4 separate regions of the Mus musculus genome follow, and regions 1, 3 and 4 are each linked to region 2. A link is a contact called in public Hi-C and HiCAR-type data. All regions are on one chromosome and are shown on one strand. Each heading gives the region's core, a stretch centred on a gene start, on an enhancer-like site or on the middle of the called end of the contact. The rest is flanking DNA. Distances are from core to core; before and after follow the strand shown.

What was found. Hi-C and Micro-C count contacts between places; a contact is called where the count stands out from the background. HiCAR-type assays count read pairs that join an accessible place to other places.
Region 1: a contact with region 2 is called in a HiCAR-type map of fibro-adipogenic progenitors, with 2.9 times the contacts expected there. The contact joins two enhancer-like sites. A contact is called at or near these places in 1 of 15 datasets of contacts at CTCF or cohesin (the NIH/3T3 cell line) and 1 of 115 datasets of contacts at active chromatin or transcription factors (fibro-adipogenic progenitors).
Region 3: a contact with region 2 is called in a Hi-C map of adipose-derived mesenchymal stem cells, with 3 times the contacts expected there. The contact joins two enhancer-like sites. A contact is called at or near these places in 1 of 15 datasets of contacts at CTCF or cohesin (the NIH/3T3 cell line), 16 of 484 Hi-C or Micro-C datasets (the 3T3-L1 cell line, the C2C12 cell line, adipose-derived mesenchymal stem cells and 11 more) and 5 of 115 datasets of contacts at active chromatin or transcription factors (astrocytes, cardiomyocytes, embryonic fibroblasts and 1 more).
Region 4: a contact with region 2 is called in a Hi-C map of adipose-derived mesenchymal stem cells, with 2.3 times the contacts expected there. The contact joins two enhancer-like sites. A contact is called at or near these places in 1 of 484 Hi-C or Micro-C datasets (adipose-derived mesenchymal stem cells) and 1 of 115 datasets of contacts at active chromatin or transcription factors (fibro-adipogenic progenitors).

Annotation. Positions count from the first base shown.
Region 1 is chr2:137,066,244-137,068,943 of GRCm38.p6, reverse strand. Slx4ip (SLX4 interacting protein) reads right to left here. Exons shown (of 8, transcript NM_028834.3): 8 at 1-1,351. The coding sequence ends at 616. Among named protein-coding and RNA genes, the nearest start is that of Jag1, 49 kb to the left of the region's middle. Within about 2 kb of position 1,308, at least 56 of the 459 cell types and tissues checked have an H3K27ac peak or open chromatin away from gene starts, as enhancers often do. A contact at or near this core is called in fibro-adipogenic progenitors, where this site is marked.
Region 2 is chr2:137,434,923-137,437,646 of GRCm38.p6, reverse strand. No RefSeq gene overlaps it. Among named protein-coding and RNA genes, the nearest start is that of Gm14055, 150 kb to the right of the region's middle. Within about 2 kb of position 1,281, at least 23 of the 459 cell types and tissues checked have an H3K27ac peak or open chromatin away from gene starts, as enhancers often do. A contact at or near this core is called in adipose-derived mesenchymal stem cells, embryonic heart, fibro-adipogenic progenitors and 1 more, where this site is marked.
Region 3 is chr2:137,720,900-137,723,599 of GRCm38.p6, reverse strand. Gm14064 (a long non-coding RNA gene) reads right to left here. Exons shown (of 6, transcript XR_866773.2): 6 at 1,197-1,555. Among named protein-coding and RNA genes, the nearest start is that of Gm14064, 59 kb to the right of the region's middle. Within about 2 kb of position 1,324, at least 48 of the 459 cell types and tissues checked have an H3K27ac peak or open chromatin away from gene starts, as enhancers often do. A contact at or near this core is called in adipose-derived mesenchymal stem cells, embryonic heart and muscle stem cells, where this site is marked.
Region 4 is chr2:137,005,097-137,007,796 of GRCm38.p6, reverse strand. All of the region lies in intron 4 of Slx4ip (SLX4 interacting protein), which reads right to left. Among named protein-coding and RNA genes, the nearest start is that of Jag1, 110 kb to the left of the region's middle. Within about 2 kb of position 1,381, at least 26 of the 459 cell types and tissues checked have an H3K27ac peak or open chromatin away from gene starts, as enhancers often do. A contact at or near this core is called in adipose-derived mesenchymal stem cells, where this site is marked.

The DNA.
Region 1 (2,700 bases), core at 59-2,558, 370 kb after region 2:
CAGAATCACATGCTGAGACTGCTGACTTATTCTTACTGTCAGGTACTCAGTTTGAGAAGTCAGAGGACTGCAGCCCAAGATGTGGCCAGAAGTACCTGGCACTGTCTCTGCCCCCCCCCCCCCCCCAATCAGGAGGTCTTCATAGTGATGGGGTGAGAAGGCCACCATTACTGATTTCTCCTTGGGGTCCTAGATACATAGTTTACTCCTTGACCAGTGGATGGCTCTTTGTCAATATAGTATTTTCTGGAGACAGTTCTAAAATGATGAAAAAGTAACAAGCCTGTTAGGAAAACAGCCTCCAGGAGGTGACCATGAAGGCCAATTCCAACATAAACAATTTTACAAAAAGATTTACATGTATGTGTGTTTTGCCTGGTATATATGCATACCATGCGCATGCCTGGTGCCCATGGAGGTCAAAGAGTGTGTTGGGTCTTCTGGATCTGGAGTTCATCATGGTTGTAAGTCACCTTCTAGGTGCTTGGAACCTAAACTTGGTTCCTCTGCAAGAGCACTAAGTGCTCTTAAAAGCTGAGACTTAACTCCAGCTCCTAAATTTATTTATTTAAAGTAATTGTCCTAATTCCTTCCAATACCCCAGGTACTGTATCCTCAGTTTTTCTTGCCACTACATCCTCTGTTGTAACTTTGTAGTTTCTTTCTTTTCTTGCTGGGGCCGCCCTGATCTGTAGCTAATTGTTCAGTAATTGCAGCTGAGTCGCTCTGCTGTGCCTGCCCCGGGTTGTTTGTCACAAGATGTCTGGAGGAGAGATTTTCCAAAGCATGTAGCTCTTCCTTAGCCTTGGCTTTTGCCAAATCTTGTTTCAAAAGCAACCCAGGATCTGACAACTCTAAGGCTGGTAAAACCCTGACAGCTGTGCTCCTTTCCCTATCCGCGTCCTCCGGGACTAATCCTTCATTTCCAAGAGAAACTCTCCTGCGGTGGTCACAGTCTTCCACAGAGCCACAATTCCTGTGTTTCTGCTGTGTCTTGGCTGCTCTCAGACTTTGCTTTGGACCTGGTGATGCTGACTCATAGTTATACGCAGGGCTCCTGCTTAGAAGCCCCGTCTTCAACCACTCCCCAGGATGAAGTTGCTGCTGGCTGCGAGTGTCTCCTGGCTGAGTCTGAGAAACATTTTCCAGCTTTTGAACAGGAAGCTCCTGGTGGCTCTTGGCTGCTCTTATGTCATCTTGTGCTTGACCCACAGATTCTGACAGGAGAATGGCTGAGGCATCCCTCCTCCATGGTACCACAGTAATTACTGAGTCACTAGATCTTCCCACGAGGTCCCCGCTGGGCTGTGGTTTGCTCACATCAGTGCCTTTTGATTTAGTTCTTCTCACACTAAAACAGACAATAAAGATTGTAGAGTATATGAGGTTTGCAATGGCATGGGATCCTCCAAACCCCCACTCGCTGGTTGTTACTCCTAAGAACAAGGCATGTACCAGCTGGCTTCTCAACACCCTGGCATATCTAGGAAATCCCCAAAGTGTATGGTGAATACTGATTGTATTAAGTAATAACATCTACATTTTCCACTAAACTATGATATGTTCTGAATTTTCATTATTGGTTCATCAATGGAATCACAATGAATAATTTTTAACTAAAGCAAATAGATATCCATCTTTAGATATTAAAGGCAAATAATGCCTGGGGTTGATATACTGACTTTTTGTGGGAGAAAATGCTTAGATACATCCAAAACACAGTATGTTTGTGCATACTCATGCATATGCAAAAATATGCACACATACAATTTCTATTTGTAAGTAAATACTAATCTGAAAATTCCCTTGTGATACTTTAAGGTATTATGCAGCAGGTGCTGGCTTATTCACCAACCATATGGGAATAAGCCTCAGTTAATCAGACTTGGTCAGTCCTGGAAAAAAATTCAGACAGTTAACATTAAACAAAGTATAACTCTAACAAACAGTGTATGTATCTTCTTTATCTATCATCTGTCTGTTCATCTGTATGTCTCTAACTATACATGTATGTATCTATGTCTGTCTGTCTGTCTGCCTGTCAGTCTGTCTGTGTCTCTCTCTCTCTTCTTCTCTCATCTAACCTTTTTCTTCCACAGGATACATAATAAGTAAGACAAACTTTACTTAACTATAAAACAAACTTCCAGGGCAAGACAGGAACTTCACAAGAAACTGAGAGACTTAAGCCCTTAATTTTGGCAAAGAGTTGACAACAATACATTTACAAATAGCATGAAACTTCTTCAGCCACTAAATTCAAGCATTGAAGCTGGAATATTTACTTTGGCTAAGCTTTGTGGAAAAAAACCATAAATATGTTGTTGTAAGGGGCCTGAGGGCTGTCATAATTACATTATAGTCAGAAGAAGCATCTTACAAAAGGAATGGAGTTTTTAGGTCTGTCTGCAGTTGCCTCAAGAGCTGTGTGAAACACACCACCAGTAGGTGCTTTTCATCTTCAAAGAGCTTGGAATTAATCACTTCTTGCAACACACCTGTGAAGCAAGGAGTCTATTCCCACTATCCAGAAAGCAAGAGCAACAGGAAGGTGGGAAGGACATGCGTTAATAAATGGCTGTGGGCAGAGCCAACACAGAGGGGCTTCTGACTGGGTTCCATACACACTGTCATTAAGTGATCACTCTTCTAGTGATACAACTGTCCTCCCAGGCAGTCAGAAAACGAGACACAGGAAAC
Region 2 (2,724 bases), core at 32-2,531:
CTTTGTAGCCCTGGCAATGGATGCAACAGCCTCTGGTTCCCATAAGAAAAACATCTCGGTACCAACAGGGAGCTTCATAATAAAGATATTAGATGCTCTTGAGCTATTCTCCTGCCTCTCCTGCCTCTTTAAGGATCAATATTGAGGGTCAGATTCATTCTAAAGAAGAGGAAAAGCTGGTATCTTAGGAGAAAGAGATGCATGATAATCAGAATAAAGCACCTGCCTTATAAACTGTTCCACTTAAAAATCTCTTCTCTGAGGTAACTGTCAAGGACAGACAAAGACCATGCCCTCCTGGAGCTGCTCTGTAAGCTGTGCTGTCAATGTGTTATGTTCTTTAGGCATCCACCGAGGACATGTTAGAACTGTAGAATCTCAGACCACACTCAACATCTGCTGAATCAGAAGTCCTCAATGGGTCAGCAGCCTGGGTTGCTAAAGATTCTGCCAGCGATCCTGATAACCTAATGAGAATTTCTGCCATACTGAATAGCTCATGTGACTGTTGAATATGTGCCATCCGTGCCCACATCCTGAAATACCAAGTCCTCATCCACGAACAACGGCCCCCAGACCTAAGCCTCTCCTGTAGGCTTCTATAACATACTACCTTTACCATCCTATATCATCCTGACCTTGCAGACTTCTGCTGAAACACGATCATACCTGTGCCTTCACTTGCTCAGTTTGCAGTCCAAAATGTCAGCCCTTTTGTAAAGCATTTCTCCACCACAGATATTAAGTTCCTGCCAGCAACCACTGCCTAGATTACTGCTGTAGCAACTTTCCAAAACCGAACACAACTTTTTCCGTGAGTTGAGGGTGAGTCCAGGGTCATAGTGTCTAAGTAGAATATAAAGTTTCATGAGTACAAGCACCAGATAATTCATGCACCCGCTTTCCATGTGTATCTGTCCTTTTTCTAAAGCATCCATGTTCTCTTCTTCCAGCTCTTCTCAGAACCTAGTCTTATTCTTACTAAATAAATCAATTTTCAATCAATGCAAACTGAGAGAAGGCAACATAGCCGCTTATTTTGTTGGCCTTTAACAAAATACCCTTGGAGGATGAAATTTGTGTTTTTATCATGGGTTAAATTTATCCAAGATCTTTAGAACCACTTTCTTCCAGCAGAAATGAAGACAAGTGCAGATGACAGTGCATTTAAGAAGGGGTAGACAATGCCAGAGTTTTCTCCATTACTCTGTCATCAGAAATAATCAGCTCTAGGCTGGGCTCTAAGCTTTAGCCCCAGTGGCTGGGGATGAGTTCATGGGGCTGGAATTCAAAACACTAACCAGCTGTGGGAACGCAGTGCAAAGCTTGTCGCACTGAACCCTGTCCAGATTACAGCTGTGAGAATTTGGGAAAACCCTTCTTGCTAAGTACGTTGTCTACTTCATCATTTTTCTCTCTTAAGTTTCTAACCTGTGATCGAGCCCTGAAGTTAGAGCTACACATATTAACAATGAAGAAAAGGCAATTGTAACAATATTCCTGGACACAATCAGGGAGATTTCAAGGCTAACAATATTAATGACCTTGTCATTCTAATTTTAGATGTGATAATAGCATTATATTAGAGATGTGTATTGAGGAATATAAGGGTGGAAAGAAATAATGTCAGGAATATGCCTTTAAATTGTTAAGGAAAAAAGAGAAAAAAAGAAATTAAACAGGATCATAAGATCATAAGTCCTCAGCAATTGTTAAGTCTGGAGTAGATTATAAGGAATTAATCACATTCTCTCTCTCTCCAACCCCCTCTCTCTCCTTATAAAATTCTGTTTGAAAATAAACATAAAATTGATTATTACAAAATGGAAAAGACAGACACAAATAATTCTAGACAAAAGATACTAGACCAAAGATACTAGACCAAAGAAACTGTGTCTTAAATAACACAAAGAAAAAAGCCTTTTAGCTAAGAATTCTTTTTTCTAAGAATGACCATGAAAAAAAAATTAGTCTGCATATTTGATAGACGAGAGACTTATGTTCTCTGGTTCTGAATTCGTACCTACATCCTGCTGCAATTAATGCACTGACTGAAACAGGCAAAGGAGATGAGTAATGGACCAGATACTTTGAACGGCACACTGCTTCATTTGGTGCTTAAGTGTTAACTATTGATGAGAACAGTGAACACAGAGGGGATTCACAGGCTGGAGATTTGAGCATCCTTATATTCTACGACTTGGGAACTTTTTCTTTAAAAACCAAGAGTACCTGTGTGATGTTCAGCTAGCATTTCTACGCTGTAAGTTGTTCACCATACAGTCACAAGCCTGGACAATGTTAGAGCAAAGGTTCTCTTCTGATCTGAATGGACAAGTTGCAGATGACATTAGCAAGTCTACTTTAGTTACATGGAAAATTGAAAGCAGAATTAATTCTAGACATGAATTGGCAGATCAAGAGACAGGGAATTTATTAAGCCTTCATTTGATTCTCACACAGGAAACCCAAGTGTAGGAAGCTTTGTTCTTATGAAAGACTAATTGGCCAGTGAGGCAGCATAGAAAACAAGTCGTTTCCTAAAGGGAACTCAGTCACAGCATAATTCAGTTAAAAAAAATCCTCAATTCAAATATTTAGTGCATTCCTTTTCCAAATCCTGAGACCATAAGTGACTTACTCAAGCATCTAGAAGGTTCCAGCATGAACTTCATCTCCTTTGGAGTGGTTGAAAACTGTAGAAGACACATACTTTCAGGAAAA
Region 3 (2,700 bases), core at 75-2,574, 290 kb before region 2:
TTTAAAAGAAAATACCCACCAAAATGCCCACTCAGGATAAAATTTCTCCCAAGTTAAAGACACAAATGATAGAGAAGCTCTTGAAGAAGATGCTCAAGATATGACCATTTGACCTAACTTTTCTTCCAAGGTAGAGAACAAGACAGAGAGAGAGAGAGAGAGAGAGAGAGAGAGAGAGAGAGAGGAAAGAGAGAGAGAGAGATGAAGACAGAGATGGAGACAGAGGTAGAGAGACAGAGAAAAACAGAGAGACAGAGAGTCGGAGACACAGAGAGCTGAAGAGACAGAGGCAGAGACAGAGAGAGACACGGAGAGGAATTGAAAGGCCTCTAGCTAGCCCGAGCACGACACACATGACATGAGTCTGGCAGGCCTTGTCCTTCTCCCCCATTTCCTCTGCCTTGCTGAAAACCATTAGATTACATTCCTAAAGCGAGCCCTCAAGGTCTATTCCCTTATTTGGACATTTCCTCCTTTAGAGGCTGACTACCAAGGTCCAGCTATCAAAGTATTCAAATCCAGCAATCAAAAGCCTACCTTGGTTCATCTAATTAACATGCCCAATTAAAATTAAATACCTCATCCTAACACAGGGTTTCTTGTTTTACCTTTAGAAACCACCATTTTCCTAAGAGCCAATTCTTTTTCCTCTCTATCCAGAGACAGTCCTTTGTCCTCCCATTCCCCCCCCCAAGAATTGGTACTCCTGCCCCCTCTCTTTTGTTCCTTTCCCCTTCTCCCTTGTCCTTTATCATCTCTGCTTTTGTCTTCATCCTGTCTTTGTCTCTTATTCTCTGTCCTTTGTCCATCTGGTGCAAATAAATCTACTTTGTGCTTAGAACTTGGTCTCGGGGTCCTGATCTGATACAGATACTTTCAGAAGCAAAGAATGGAAGAATGACGGAGGAAGAAAGAAAGAAAGAAAGAAAGAAAGAAAGAAAGAAAGAAAGAAAGAAAGAAAGAAAGAAAGAGAGAGAGAAAGAAAGAAAGAGAGAGGGGGGAGGGAGGGAGGGAGGGAGAGAGGGAGAGAGAGAGAGAAAGAAAGAAAGAAAGAAAGAAAGAAAGAAAGAAAGAAAGAAAGAAAGAAAGGTGGAAGGAAGGAAGGAAGAAAGAAAGAGAAGAAGAAGAAGAAGACGACGACGACGAAGAAGAAGAAGAAGAAGAAGAAGAAGAAGAAGAAGAAGAAGAAGAAGAAGAAGAAGAAGAGAGAGAATGAGAGAATAAAGAAGAATAGAATAATCGTCTGCTCCTGTGGCTCAGCATTGGGTATAACTGCTCTCTGCTATGAGTCACAGATGACTGAGGGGTCGGTGTAGGGCATGACTCAGGGCCTAAGACAAAGATAGAACTTGATGGAGGTGGCAGGAGGCAGGAGGGCTCAGCAAGTTCAGGCATTATCTCAGCATTCCGGTGAATTCTTCTCTCCTGCAGCTGGAGGAGGCGGATAGAGAGTTCCTGCTGCATCCATAGGAAGAGATCCTACTCAGGCAGGCCTTTGGTCAAGGGCTCAAGTGACTCCAAAAAAGGAGTGGTTGATTCCGAGAGGTTTGTAGATCTGCTTAAGAAAACAAAACAAAACAAAACTGTGTTTCAGCTCCCCTCCCATCAGACTGTGGGCCAGATCAACAGACCATATCACCCTGCCATTGTATGCGGCCCCAGGAGCCAGTTACACAGTCAGTTTGAGAAGTTAATATTTAGAAAGCCTAATGACTCCATATTATTTCCTGTAAGGAAGAAATAATAAGGCAATGTTATCTGGTGTCCCACTCTCACGTAGATTTGCATTTAGCAACAGGGGTTTGAATATTTGTTTGTTTGTTTTTGTAATTATCTTGCTCAATAACAATTCAATAATTGCTAAGACTTGTTTCTGTATTTTGCTTTTTTAGGCAATACTCTTTGATTTTTGACTGCATAGTAACATGCCCAAATATATAAATATTTGTGCATCAAGTTCAAACAACCAGTACATCTCCAAAAAAGAGAACAGAAAAGAAAGAAAGAAAGAAAGAAAGAAAGAAAGAAAGAAAGAAAGAAAGAAAGAAAGAAAGAAAGAGAAAGAAAGAAAGAAAGAAAGGAAGGAAGGAAGGAAGGAAGGAAGGAAGGAAGGAAGGAAGGAAGGAAGGAAGGAAGGAGAAAAGGAGGAAAAAAAGAAAGAAAGAAAATTCTATTACCCTAAAATGACTTAGGAACAGAACTGAATCTTTGCCAAATAAGGTGCCTATTGGCCTTAAGATGCTGAACTTGAAAATGACTGTCTTAGAAACAAAGGCTAAGTGTGGTTGGCTCTCACTCAACGTGGCCACTAACATCCTTAATTACAGGACATGGCATCATTTTGATTCACAGCAGAATAAAAGGCATCTATTTGTATATTTGGAAGTTTGACTGAGGATTTCCTGATGAAGTCATTTCTGCCTTACAACAGCCCTGCTTGTACACTAGAGTTAAAACCAGGTCACCACCATTTCCATGCAAGTGTGAGTGTGTGTGTGTGTGTGTGTGTGTGTGTGTGTGTGTGTGTGTGTGTGTATGTGTGTGTGTACATGCACACTTCATTCCATAGTCTAATTAAGACTTACACATACATAATTTTCTCTAAGATTAATGCTAGTGATAAATCAAAATTTTACCTAAAAAGGAAAACACTTTCAAGTCAATTGTTTCACATCTGGATAGTGAAGAATATAGAATGTA
Region 4 (2,700 bases), core at 132-2,631, 430 kb after region 2:
GAAAAATTTTAAAAAACGTTTCACAAAACAGGACTGACAATGATTTCCACAGACATAGCATCTAAGTACTAGCAACAAAAGAAAAAAGTGGTATTTTGGCTTTAGCACATTTAAGGCCACACACACACACACACACACACACACACACACACATGTATGTATGTATGTATGTATGTATGTATGTATATCTATGCCAAGGTAAGCCACCAAGAGATTAAAAAGACAAACCACAGAATTTGAGAAAATATTTGTCAATTACATAGTCAATAAGGAATGTTAATATGCATAATTTATAAAGCCCTCTAAAAACTTTCCCTCAAAAGCCCAGTTAAAAATGGACTAGGCATATAGTCATTTCTCAAAAGAAAAAAAAGATATATGAATAGCCAATGAGTACATAAAAAGATGGCCAGCATCACTATTCACCAAGGAAATAGTACCAAACCAAACCAAACCAAACCAAGACAAACAAACAAGAGCCAAAAAGCCACAATTAGAGATTGTTCCACATATGTCATGATGGCAATTATCAAAGTATCAGAAAATAAGGGTCGGCAAAGGTGTAGAGAAAATAGACCCCTTGTACAGTGAGTGAGGATGTAAAATAATGCAGTCATGCGGCAAATAATATATTAGTACCTCAAAAACATAATCAAAAGAATTACCCTGTGATCCAGACATTTCTAAGTGTATATTTAAAAACCCAAAGTCCTGAAAAGATAATTTGTATATCAGTGTTCACACACTATTGTTCATACGAGTCAGAGCATAGAAGTGATCATCAACAAATGAATGAACAGACAATGTGTCATCCACTATAAGATTTCAAAAGAAGTGAAATTCTGATAAATGCATCACTAGGAATGCTGAAAACCTAACTGTAATGAAAATAAACCAGAGAATAAGATGACAAATATCATATGACTCACTCATGGAAGATACTGACTGTAGTGAGCTCAAGAAAATCAGGAAGCAGGACCTCTGCTACCCAGGGCTCAGCTAGAGCATGAGGACACATTATTCCTAGGTACAAAGTCCTACTGGACAGTGACAGACTTCTGGAGATTGGTAATGGCAACAGTTGCACAAAAATGGGAGCATACTTCTGCTGCCAAAGTAAACACTTCAATAGTTGTTAAATAGTAAATTTTATCTGTACTGTACAACAACAACTTTACCAAACAGTGACACGGGAAATTTTATTTTAGTAATATATTAATTAGGAGGGGGAAACGGTTACAAAACTGTGTATAGACTAAGCTCCCTTTGTCTGTTTAATCAATAAATCTTTTCCTCCACAAAAATGAGGATGTTTTCTTGTCTCTGAGAGAAGCTGGGTACTGAGTATGTAGCCTCAAACACACTTTAGCTGCCAGGGCAGGTTTGGGAAGGGAAGGGTTGGTTGAGAATCAGTACTGATCAAAGCACCTATTGTAACAGCTGCACTAGAGTCGGGAATCGGAGAATCTTGCTCAATTCTTTTCCTGTTGCACTGGTGAAAATATGAGCTTGTCCAGGTCTAATTGCGGTACAAGGAGTGCTTCTCTCATAATTTAAAGCAGCCCTGAGTGGCAAATCCCCTGGAGCATCTCCTGGATCAGTGTTCCACAACCTTTCTAATGCTGTGACCCTCCAATACCGTTTCTCCATACGGTTATTTTCTTGCTACATGATAACTGTAATTTTGCTACTGTTATGAATCATACTGTAAATATCTGATATGTAGGATATCTGATATGCAACCCCTGTGGGTGTCATGGCCACAGGTGGAGAACCACTGGATAGTAATATTGCTTTGTTTGGAAATGAAATTCTCTCAAGCCTTCCAGTTCAGGTAACAAAAACTACTTCTCTATTTATCATCTATACAAGGTAAGCACTCTAGACCTAGAGCGATTTCAGGAGTGTGTAATCCAGTATTTTTCCTAAACATCTTCTGTTAGCATAACGGGGCTCACAGCAGTCTACCACTACAGTCTGATAAATAGCATGCACTGACTGTATCACAGACTGCTATGAAATGCTGATTTTATGTAAGAAACAACCAACCAAAACAAAACAGAGAAACAAAGCAGAAGACCAAGAGAACAGAAAAAACAGTGGAGTGGAGTTCATAAGAACTGGGTCTGGATTCCAGCTCTGTCCCCTGTGGTCACTCAGCATGTCACTGCATCTCTATCACAGGTACTGAGGTAAGTACTGGGGTCAAGAGGAGGGAAGGAATGTGTCAACCTTGCTTTGGTTGCTCTGTGCCCTGTGGCTGTCCTGTCATCCCCGGCCTCTGCCCACTACAGGCAGCACCCACCCCATGCCACTCCTGACAAGCAAAACTCTGCACACATTTCCAAATGCCCTCCAGGAGTATCAGTGCTCCTGTCTGAGAACATTTGAAAGAGAATGACATATGGGAAAACATTCTAAAAAGCAAAGGACAGCGAATCAAGTGATGTCAGTATTAATATAAATTCATTTAAGACTATTTGTCAAAAAACCAAAAGAGACCTTTAAAATGTTACAGTTTCCTTAAGAATGTTTTATTTGCTATTTTTATATATTTTGCCTATCATTAAAAGTCCTTTAGGGCTTTCTGGCAAATGTTTGTTCCTCAAACACAAGTATCGTCATCACAGCATAGTTTTAAATGGATCACTATGCGGACATGACAGAGTGAAATATAATTGCAATCTCTACAAAGCTGAA